Regions from separate parts of the Mus musculus genome. Here all the other regions are linked to region 2. The links are chromatin contacts, called in public capture Hi-C and promoter capture Hi-C maps. All regions are on one chromosome and are shown on one strand. Each heading gives the region's core, a stretch centred on a gene start, on an enhancer-like site or on the middle of the called end of the contact. The rest is flanking DNA. Distances are from core to core; before and after follow the strand shown. Region 1 holds the start of Med10 (mediator complex subunit 10). Region 2 holds the start of Adamts16 (a disintegrin-like and metallopeptidase (reprolysin type) with thrombospondin type 1 motif, 16). Region 3 holds the start of D730050B12Rik (RIKEN cDNA D730050B12 gene).

Region 1 (3,815 bases), core at 1,158-3,657, 1.0 Mb before region 2:
GATACTAATCAGATTTTGAAAGCACCCTAAATCTGGGTGTAGTGGCTATTCCTGGTTGTCAACTTGACTATATTTGGAATGAACTACAATCCAGAATTGGAAGGCTCACCAGTGACCCTTATCCGAAGGCTGGGAGATAGAAGTTTCTGATCTGGATCTTGGTATGGAGATCTTGAGGCATAGTGGCTATGGATTCCAGAAGATTAAATCTCCGAGTTCAAGGTCATCTGGGATTAAAGGTGTGGTGGAACACACCTTTAATCTGGGCTACATCTTCTGCTGGAGACAATATAAGGACATTGGAAGAAGGGAGTCTCACTCTTGCTCCCTTGCGTGCTTGCCGCGTGGGACTGAGTAACTGCTAGATCCTTGGACTTCCATTCACAGCTGCTACTGACCATTGTTGGGAGTTGGACTGCAGACTGTAACTCATCAATAAATTCCTTTACTATATAGAGACTATCCATAAGTTCTGTGACTCTAGAGAACTCTAACTAATACACTGGGTCACACCTACTAACAGCTTATAAGACATGGAAGAAAAATTTTGCCTGCTTGCCTTCACTCTCTCTGGCAAGTTCATCTCTCCTGTTGCCGGAGCCCATACTAAATCCAATGACCTTCAGATCCCAATGAAGACCATACCCTGATAGCTCTCCAGGAATCTCCCAGGAGTCCAGCAACAGATTGGGGGCGCAGAAACATGCAGCTCCGCGGAATGAACAGCAACTGGATTCTCAGTTTTTCCACCATGAATCAGCCATTGCTATATCACCCCTGACACACCCTGTCAGACACTCTAACACCACATATATAAAACTAAATATACATGCATTCAACATATCAGTTCTGGGCATTTGGAGAGCTGGGATGGCTAGTCTTGGTGGTCAACTTGACTACATATGGAATGAACAGGAATCCAGAAATAGAGGGTGTGTCTGTTAGGGACGTTTTTGCTTGGTTTGAAGTGGGTGGATCCATTTCTGCTCTGAACCTTTAAGATAAAAAGACATACACCTTTGATCTGGATAGTGAGGTGGGGAGGTGCAACTTTAATCTGGGCCACACCTTCTGCTGGAAGCCTATATAAGGACATGGAAGAAGGAAGCTTTTGTTCTTTGCCTGCTTGCCCTTGCCTTGCTAGCACATCCATTCCTTCACTGACATTAAAGTCTGATTCTTTGGGATTCCAGTGTATACTGAAGACCAGCAAAGACCAGCTGAGACATCCAGTGTCACGGACTGAACTGAGCAACTACTGGATTCTTGGACTCTCTGTTCACTGCCATCCACCATTGGAATAGCTGGACGGCAGCCTATAAGTTATTCTAATAAATTCATATTACGTGTGCGCTCTCTCTCTCTCTCTCTCTCTCTCTCTCTCTCTCTCTAAGTTCTGTTAGTCTAACACAGAGAACCTGTATACATCCCTTGGCATCCCCATTCTCCCTATTTGTCTCTCTCACTTGTCCCCTTGTCTCTCCTTTCATGAAGGTTGAAAGACTTACTTATATTTCTTCTTTTTGTCCTTCAGGACTGGTTTTCATATCAAATTCACCACCCCTTTTAATTGAATTGTGAAATGTTCCTTTTCTAGCACTTAAAAGTGTCTGCAGAAGTTTGAAATAATTTGTTCTTTAATGTTTGATTAATTTAAAAAGTGAGTTGAAAAGTACCTAGGGCTTAGGTATTTCCTTCTTTCCTTCCTCCCTCCCTCCCTCCCTCCCTTTTTTCCTTCTCTCTTTCCTTCTTTCTTTTCTTTTTGAAAGTGATTGTTGTCTCCTGGCCAGTTTTAAAAAGCATGGCTCTATTTTGACTTTCCCACTTAAATACATTTTCTTATTATGTATTGTGTGTCTGTGTATGCCGTGTGTGGGCATACCTGTGACACAGTACCTGTCTGGAGGTCAGAGGGCAGCTTATAGAATTCTGTTCTCTCCTCCTGCCATGTAGGATTCTGGAGACCAAACTCAGGTTGTCGGGGTTAGCAGCAAGCGTCTTCACCCACTGAACCATTTCACTGGGCCCAGATAATTATCTTTTAAAGAAAATTGCTTACATCTCGCAAGCTTTCCAGATTATGAACATACAAGGTCCACTGTATCTAAATTCTTGTCCTTCAATCTAGCTTTCTTTACTTCCCTGATGAGACTTGTTTTTTCTTTACTGAGAAAAGCTAGGTACCAGCTAAGAGTTTTCATTTTTGCCCCTTTACACATGCCTTTGCTGTGTTTTCCAGGTTAACATTTCCCACACACACAGTTCAGAAGCTTCCAAGCGGGTTTTCCCTTCAAAGGCTTACCCCGTCTCTTGCCCCGCCCATAGCGCCCGGGCCCCGCCCCCAGGAGGCCCCGCCCCCGAGGAAACGGATGTGGGCTTCCGGAAGCCGGAAGCGGGCGAGCACTGTGGACCCGGAGTCGCTCGGAGCTGAGGCTAAGAGGCGGGCGGAGCCGGCGATGGCGGAGAAGTTTGACCATCTGGAGGAGCACCTGGAGAAGTTCGTGGAGAACATTCGGCAGCTCGGCATCATCGTCAGCGACTTCCAGCCCAGCAGCCAGGCGGGGCTGAGCCAGAAGCTGTGAGTGACGGCCCGGCAGGGCTCGGCGCGTCTGTGCGAAGCCCCTGCCCGCCGGCCTTGGGGACCCCACTGGGGCTCTAACGTTCATCCCGGGTCCCCGAGGGGAGGCCGGTTCTATCCTGACCGGACCTCACAGGGGAGGCGAGTTCCGTCCTGACCGGGGCGGACGGGCTCCATCCTGACCCCACTGGAGGCCGGTTCCACCCTGACTCCACTGGGAAGGAGGATCTGACCGCACAGGAGAGGAGGCTCAGTCATGACCCCGCTGGGATAGAGGTAGCTCTAGGTCCATCCTGGCCGGACGTGGAAGGCCGGTTCCACCCTGACCCCATAGGGGAGGAGGATCCCTCCTGACCCCACAGGGGAGGCTGGCACCACTCTGACCCTACAGGACAGTCTGGGACTACCCTGATGCCGTAAGGGGAGGTAGGCACCACGGACACTCCACCCCACCCCACCGCACTGGGGAGGTTGACTTCACACCTCAGGGGGGCCCTGAGCCACCTGCTGCATAGGCCTCGCTGTGGAAGAAGGCCACCACAGAGGGTTGATTTCTTGACAGTATCTTGTGTAGGCCTTGGAATGGCCTACAGGGAAACAACACAGTGTTCAGGAGAAGGCCTCACCGCTTATATATGGGACACTTTCCAGGGATCTGGAGTGGTTCTGGAGGGAGCCGAGGTTCAACCCACTAGGGATGGGCTTTTTCCTTGCTGACTGTGGGTACTGCACTTAAACTGGAGCCCACTTCTCCACGCTGTCTACCCTGAAACTCCATTCAGTGACATGCACTCCAGAAAGCTCTGCTCTCTCTTCACCTCCTTTCTGAGTTTAGAAGGGAAAAATTAAGCATCTGAACATATTTTGTAAGTCCAAAGGTGTCCCCAGAATCCCGTGGCAATTAAGGGTTCAGGTGTGTGCAGCATTAGGGAGGAAGAAGCCTGTTAAGGTAGCTAGCGCCAGTCTCCCGACTTCCCTCTGATCCCAGCCACTGAGCTGCCTTGGTGCTGGTGCTCCTGGGTTAGGAAGGTAACATGAAGGTACAGGCAGAGCAGACAGGTAGTCAGGTTCATCTGGGAGAAGGAAGCCAGCATAGCCCTAGCTGAGACACGGCCAGTCCTGCCTCTAGTGTCTGGACCTGGAAGCCGCCTCTCTGTGTTCCCACCCAGGGGAGACCCTTTTCTGGAATGAGAGACTGCCCAAGAAACCATCTCTACCCACAGTTCAGTCTCTTAAA
Region 2 (3,700 bases), core at 656-3,155:
AAGCCTGCCTGTGGCCTCAGGCACTAAGCTTGTCCTCTCTTCCTGAATAGCGTTCTGTCTATAATGTTATCATCTTGGATAACACTTCGTTAGTGCAATAAACGTGTCCCGAGTGGCAAGGCTCGATTGCTCAGCCTGCTCCATGCTAAGCAAGACAGTCAGAATTTGATCCTTGAACTCCCACAAGTTGTCCTCCGACCTCCACAGTGCCATGCACCCTACACACATAATAAATAAATGTCTGAAATGCCTCGAGTCCCTATGGATTTTTTTTTTTTAAGTTTTATTCTGAAAGTAGTGCAAAGTCCAAAGTTAGAGCATGAACATTCCTTGTAAGGTCATGATGTGTCAGAATTCGAAGTAAGAGGATCAGAAGAGGGTTGGAGATGCAGGTGACAGAGGGTGGGTTTCAAACACAATAGGCTTTCCCTTGCCTTCTAAACCACTGTACTGTTTGGGTCTGGCGCCCTCCAGTGGCACTCAGAGTCCTAGAGCCGAGACTCATATATCCCTTCTTAAACCCTGTTTTCAGTAGGAGGAATTCAGTTCTTGTAAGTTTATCCTGATGAAGGAAGCGATAATGAGGGTTTCCGAAGTGTCAATTGTTTAATCCTGTACATATTCTAAAAATCTGCCGAAAAGATTAAACCTGGCTCGCCTCTGGTCGCCATTTCTGCTAACAATCTCAAGCTAATTCATCCCAGGAAAGGACAGGGTGAGTAAAATCCTGCATTTGCTGTGGACCCAGCACAAACCTCCTAGCAAGTGCAATGGCCTGCTTTCTCAGTCACCAGGTGTCATTGCTAGGACACCTCACAGGGGAAACCCACTTGTGAATCACTGAGGTGGCTGAACCTTGCAGAAGACTTGAATTCGAGTTCATGTTCAAGGAGGTCCAGGACACATCCTTTGGATGTCCCCTGTGCTATTAATTAACATTAAAGCGATATTAATGAGGTTGCCTTCTGTCTCCTCCTGTGACAGTCAAAGTGGAGAAAGCTTCAATGTGAAAGAAAGGAGAGGGGGGAAGATGCTGGAGTGGGGACTACGTTGCTTATAATAGATTTGGTGTATACATTAATGATGTCAATATATAGAGTGATCTGGAGTCTTCCTACACCCAGATATCTCACTCCCCCAATGTAACTCTGGCTAGCCATTATCATTTTACTAGGAAATAGGATACAGACGTTGGTCGGAAGTCATTCTTGAGCATGATCTTGTGCTCGAAATGAATAGAAAGAGCAAGATAGCATCTTCAAAGCTTTTGGCGTCCTGAGTCCCAGGAGACTTGCAGACCAGCATAGGGGGTTGCTGGCTGCTTACCTGTGAGGAACCGAGAGCCCCCACCGCGCGAACTTACCACCGGTTTCCAGCCAGCTGGACCCAGAGAATGGGGGAGGCTGCGGGTCTTCCGGGCTCCCAGACGCTGCAGCTGCGAGTCCCAGGGCGCACGCAGGTGTCTGCTAGGGGGAAAAAAAAAACGAGGACACCTCAGTGAAAATGCGGGCACTGCAGAGCTCAGCCAAGGGCGGAATGCACTTGCAGCCATCAGACTCTGCTGGTCCTAGCGCCAGGACTCACCTGCTCACTGACCTGCGCCAGCAGCAGCACCCAGAGCGCAGCACAACCTCGGGACTCCATGGCCCCGGTGCCCGAGGGCTCACAGGACTCAGCTCAGCAGTCTAGACTGGGTCACTGGATAGTCCCGGTGTTAGCAGTATGCTAGGGTGCAAAGGACCGACCCGGCAAAATCGCAGGGTTTCCAGGCAGCGATTCCACCATGCACATCAGAGTTATCACTGCAGCTTCGTTCGGCACCGGGAGGTGGAGTGGCAGTGGTGGCGGGGGGCGGCAAAGCACCCGCAGCAACCAAGGGACAGCAGGGAGGAGGGTAGAGAAGGAGAGGGCAGGACTAGGGAGGGCAAAGGAGAGGAGAGGGGAGGGGATAGAGGAGGGAGTAAAGCAGGGAGGAGGGGTACCAGGAGGAGGAGGAGGATAAGGGAGGAGTGGCAGGGAGAGGAGATGAAGCAGACTCATGGTAAGTACTGGGCATCCTTCACGCCTATGACCCAGCAGGAAGGTGTTTTGTCCACCTACATGAGAACTTGGGGTAGAGACAAGGCCAGGACACAGTCATATCTAGCTGTTCACCCCTGTGCTTTTGTGGAAAACTGTCTTGGTGTGTTACTCCAAAGTCCTCTGCCACCTGCCACCGCTGCAGCTCTGTGGGACTTCTCACTTAAGGGCAAGATTGAGCTGCATAGAGACAGGCATCCAGCATTCATTGTTCTCTAGTCCATCCCCTGGTTACAGACCCTCTGGCCTTCCCTTCTAGTGGGAGATGTATAGGGAGGAATGTATCTGCTTATGAATGAATGTGAGTCCTTAGTTGCCTGGGGCACGTGAAGAAAAGGGGTGAATGGAGGCGGGGCGGGGCAGGGCAGGGCAGGGTAGGGCAGGCTATGAGGAAGCTGGGTTTCTTTCTCACGCCTCTAATTTTTCATTGGACAGCAGTGGCCAATTTCAGATTCACTTTAGACTCTGGCTGACCTGCTGGGAGAGCAGGTGTGAGGCCACTGGGTTCCCAGAGCATCCTAGTAGGAAGTCTAGGAGCCCCAGCCTAGACCAGACCAGGTCTATCCAAGACAACCAGCGAATGCCCTCTCTCCAGCCCTGCGTCCTGGTCCATCATGACCTGAGTATGTGTTTGAGTATGAGCGTCTTTTGTGACCATCAGTGACTGAGAGTGTCTGCTGCAGGGTGGGTACAGATACAGACAGCACTGAGCGCACGGGTAGATGTTTCTACACGCGGGACTGCCAATGACTGTCCATCCCAGCAGCTGCACTCCACTTCCTTCTGCCGGTTGGTCTCACATCTCAGGCTCCCTCCAGCTGCCATTCTAGGGTCCCTCATTTGCAGTCACACTGACCTTGCCTGGTTTGCAAGGCTGAGAAGGGGGATGGCATGTGGAGCAGTGGCTGCAGTTTTCAGGGTGCTCACTCCAGCCTACACTGAGCTGAGATGCCCCAGAGTGGCTCTTTATAAGCCTGAATGAAGTGTCATACATCTCAGAAAGGACAGGGCGGAATCAAGATGAACTGATCTGTGTATGCATATCCCTCTCTCTCTCTCTCTGCTCCCTCCCTTTCTCTCTCAGTCGTTCATATGAAAAATATTGTCAAAGAGTACAGTTTTGTTGACTTACTGTTTCATTCTTTTATAATTCCACGCACCTACACTATGTTCTTTTATTAAAGCCTCCCATTATCTCCTGTTAAGTCCCCTCTATTCCACCTGGTCTCTCTTGTTCTATTGTTCCCAAGTGTGTCTGTCTGTCTGTCTGTCTGTCTGTCTGTCTCTCTCTGTGTGTATGTGTCTGTGTATGCACACATGAGAGAGGTGGGAGGAGAGCAGAGAGAAAGAGAGTGTGTGTGTGTGCATGTCTTAGTTAGGGTTTTACTGCTGTGAACAGACACCATGCATGACCAAGGCAACTCTTATAAGGACAACATTTAATTGAGGCTGGCTTACAGGTTCAGAGGTTCAGTCCATTATCCTCAAGGTGGAAGCATGGCAACATCCAGGCAGGCATAGTGCAGGAGGAGCTGAGGAGTCTTCATCTGAAGGCTGCTAGGATAATACTGGCTTCCAGACAGCTAGAATGAGGGTCTTAAAGCCCACACCCACAGTGACA
Region 3 (3,775 bases), core at 919-3,418, 2.0 Mb after region 2:
AAGGTGACTGCAACAGACTTTTACCAGCACCACCTGTACCATTCTCCATCAGGCCTACCCCCTCCATGAGCTTGGATCCTGTGCTAGTGAGTTAGTGGTCTGTGTGCGTGAAAGATGTGTGCCTCACCTTCGTGGTGCACCTGCTCGGGCTTCTCCACTTCCAGCTCTGGTTCCAGAAACTGCTTGCCTCAGTTTCCCCACAGTCTGTCTCTCAGGGACCACCCCAGGTCACCTGCAGGCTTAAAACGTGAAATAAGAAAAGTGGGGTGCTCACTTGGGCCTGTGGAATCAGGGATGTGGAGGCAACAGAGGAGAGGAGGGCCGCAGGTCTAGGGCGGATTTAGCTGATGGTACTCTTAGGTGACAGTTGCCTTTTCTTAGTTCTTTGCTTTCCTACTCGTTCTCATAAGTTCACTAAAGATTAAAAGCCCCTTTCCATTCTTTCCTTTCTTTTTCTTCTTAAAGGAAAGTTTTGTCTTCCCCCTCCTCCCATCACCCCACTCCTGGTCTGCCAGCTTTGCTTCTTGCCACAGATTGTCTTAAACCTTTTCCTTCTGCCCTCTTCTCTGGCCCTTCCTGCTGCTCTTTTTTTCCCACTTTTTGAAAGTTAAAGTTATTGAGAGCCTCTTGGCTGCTGCCCTCCTGCAGGGCGCTGACAATGGGTGAGGCCAGGTCTCTATAGAAGGCAGGCTGCAGGATAGCATCCAGCAAGAGGGAAAAGAGGCAGCCTGAGCCCTGGAAGCCCACAAAGGGTCTCCCCTTGCCCTTTTGCTCTTTCCAAGGGGGGCAGTGGGCTGTGCCTAAGCCAGGCAACCTCCACAGCAGCCTGCCTTTTGTAGAGAAGGCTTCCCAGAAACCCCAGCTCCGGATTGAGTCTGCCCTACACCCTGCTCTGTGCTGAATGCCTGCTCTTCCCTCCCCTCCCCTCCCCTCCCCTCCCCACATCTGCACCAGTAGCAGCCTCCAGGTCCAGCCAGCTGCTTGTGCAAGGGGGCAGGGCTCCACCTTGTCCTCAAAGGGGCTGAGATAAAAGGATTTCTCCCATCCAGAGGCAGGGTGCTTTGTGAATGTATTGTTATTTTTTACTTTGCTCAGACTGTACCACAAGCTGGACCTTAAAACCAACAGAAGGCAAGCTGACTGTGGACCCTGAAGGAGCCAGTCCCTGGAGATTGTCCTTCCAAGGACTTTGCTCCAAGAGCAGTCTTCTGTGAATCTGTAGCTTTTGCCTGTGAGTCTGAGAGTCACAGGACACACCGACCCAGCTTTGCCTCCATGGACGCTGGGTCATACTCTGTGGACACATGTTCCCTGCCCTGTGAGACCTGGTGCACCCCAAACACACACACACAAAACCAAACAGAAAAATAGCCTTCCTAGACCCACCACACAGGCCACTGCTGGGACTTTGAGACAGTTATTAAGTCTCAGGAGCCAGAGGGAGGCACCAAATAGAAACAGTCACCCTCATCAGAAACACTGAAGAGGAAGGCTCAGGAGCGACTTTAAACAAGTTGTTTTCTCGGCTGCTCTTTGTGATAAGGGACTCCCTCACTCGCTGTCAGCTAGTGCCAGATGCTGTAGGAGAGCAAGGCCCTTGAAGGAGGCGCAGCCTCTGAATTATTGATCAATGATTAGCAAATGCAATCGAAATTGTAGACTTGATGTTGTGCAGCGATCCATAATTTATGAGTGGACAAAATAGGAGGTAGCGGACGTAGCAGTAGGTGATTTCAGCTCCCATATTGATTACTTAAAACCACAGGAGGTAAGTGTACTGTGACAAATGAACAAAAGCCGACAGCTCCCCGGCTGTCCATCAGCGCAGCCGCGAGCTGGGGAATACTGCGCCCGCGGAAGCAAATGCATTGCCATTGTGTCTCTTTGATCGGTGTGCTGTTCGACCAGACCAAAGGACATATTTGTTTATAATTTATGTATTCTCTCTATAAAAGATTGATAGTGGCCTATTAGATACTCTGGTATCTAAATATCCAGGTAGTTTGTACCTGCGACAGCTGGCGAGGTGTTGTGAAATAATCCAGGTTCGCAGCGGCCGAGAGATGTGGGCGCCTTTCAAGAAGTCCACGGACAGAGACAGGTGCAATGTGAAATGTGCTGAGTAGAGGTTACAAATGTCCGATTCTCACCGACAGTAGCTGGTAATCTGGGGCAGCGTCAGCAGGTGAAAGCCCTCGTTTTCTGGGAAAGGGCAGAAAGGGAGATTCGGAGAACAGTCTTTGATTCCTGAGCTTATAGAATGTGTAATCATAGTCGCAGTTCCAAGTGTGACAGGAGGCAGGGAGGTTACCTAAGGGCAGCAGTGTTCAGTGGGTGTGGAGGCGGACAAGGAACAGGGTCGGGAGTCTTTACAGCTGTCACACCGAGGTGGGCAACCCTGTGGCCAAGGAGAAGAAGCCAGGAAGCTATAGAGGAGCACAGATCCCACAACTGGCAATCACTGACGGGACCCCACAGCTACCTGCTAGTTGTTGATCCTGATAGCACTCAGTCAGGGGACGGAAGCAGCAAGGGGAAGAACAGGGTGTGACTTCCTTCTTGCCTAGGACCTTAGCTTCAGCGCAAGCACTGCTACGTAGTACTTAAGCTTGGCCACTCTCTGACACAGGCCTGTTCTCCTCTACCCTCCAGCCCAGGTTCGTAAGTGGGGGCCCTGAGGTTCACCTCTGTGCATTGGGACAGACCTGGTCTGGCCATGTGTGGAGATCCCTGAGACAGGACACAGAATCAGTGTGGAAGTCACTACTCATGCCTTAACATTGTCGGCTCGTTCAAATGTGACAGATGTCTCTAAGAACTCTTATTTAGGTTTAGACTTACTGTCTGTGTATTTGCTTGCCTGTTGTCTGTTTTGTTTAAATTTTAGAGATAGATTAAAAAACAACTCGGGGAACTGTACCACTTTCCCCACCCCTGAGTTAACAAAAAATAGAGTTGGAAATAGGGAGAAAGATGTTTTAACTCACTTTGCTGCTTAAGGTCTACAAACCCTTAAGAAATGCAATACTGCAAATGACCTTGGCCATCCTGCTGAAAACACTGCTCCTTAGAGCCATTGTGAACCTGTGACTGACTGATAGAAAAACATCCTTGAATTAAAAGGGAATTGCTCCCAGAGCCTCCCAGATCAGTTAGAGACTCCTGCCCTCTATTGTTGTGAAAATGTAAAACAAACAAACCGAAGGCTGTTCTCGCTGCAGCCTCCTGCTTCTGGAAGTAGTTTCTAACTAAAGGGAACTCTTTGGAGCCAGAGTTTACAGAAAGCAGCTGCATACTCCTGTCCTAATTATTGTAAGAGCCAGAAAACCTAGACACCTGCCTGGCACACCTGCCTCATGAACCTCTGAGCTTTCAAAGATGGAAATAGGCCACACACCACCACCCTCCCAGCACCCTGCAGTCTGCACCACAAACCAGGACCCACCTCACCACACACGTGGCCCACACATACACAGTGGCTTGGGACACATATACACACACCACGCACCACACCATGCCTGGGCTTCTCCCACTGTCAGCACTAAAGGCTGTGGCTTGGGAATCCCGAACCACAGTAAATACTGTGTTGGGCTTTGCTTGGTGTCTAAGGTTCCCTTCCTGCATGTCGAGGTGAGCCTCTGCCTCAGGACCTGTGTGTGCACCAAGCCTGTAAAATACGGAGAGCGAACTCATCAGTCACCTTTTTAGTTTCTGAAAATTCTCACCCAGGTTCCCGGCATCCGCAGCCAAACTTCTCTGAACAGCAAAAGCCAGC

Evidence for each region. Promoter capture Hi-C pulls out the DNA fragments that hold promoters and counts their contacts. Capture Hi-C pulls out chosen DNA fragments and counts their contacts.
Region 1: a promoter capture Hi-C map of hematopoietic stem and progenitor cells shows a contact between it and region 2. The contact joins the promoter of Med10 here to the promoter of Adamts16 in region 2. A contact is called at or near these places in 2 of 39 promoter capture datasets (hematopoietic stem and progenitor cells and hippocampal neurons).
Region 3: a contact with region 2 is called in a capture Hi-C map of embryonic stem cells, with 5 times the contacts expected there. The contact joins the promoter of D730050B12Rik here to the promoter of Adamts16 in region 2. A contact is called at or near these places in 1 of 39 promoter capture datasets (hippocampal neurons) and 1 of 9 other capture datasets (embryonic stem cells).

The regions. Positions count from the first base shown.
Region 1 is chr13:69,807,475-69,811,289 of GRCm38.p6, forward strand. It overlaps Med10 (mediator complex subunit 10), which reads left to right and starts at 2,408. Exons shown (of 4, transcript NM_138596.2): 1 at 2,408-2,578. The coding sequence starts at 2,457.
Region 2 is chr13:70,839,906-70,843,605 of GRCm38.p6, forward strand. Adamts16 (a disintegrin-like and metallopeptidase (reprolysin type) with thrombospondin type 1 motif, 16) reads right to left here and starts at 1,906. Exons shown (of 23, transcript NM_172053.3): 1 at 1,585-1,906; 2 at 1,364-1,466. The coding sequence starts at 1,644. It overlaps Gm36529 (predicted gene, 36529), which reads left to right and starts at 545. Exons shown (of 4, transcript NR_167928.1): 1 at 545-715.
Region 3 is chr13:72,814,595-72,818,369 of GRCm38.p6, forward strand. It overlaps D730050B12Rik (RIKEN cDNA D730050B12 gene), which reads right to left and starts at 2,169. Exons shown (of 4, transcript NR_046196.1): 1 at 2,010-2,169; 2 at 128-232.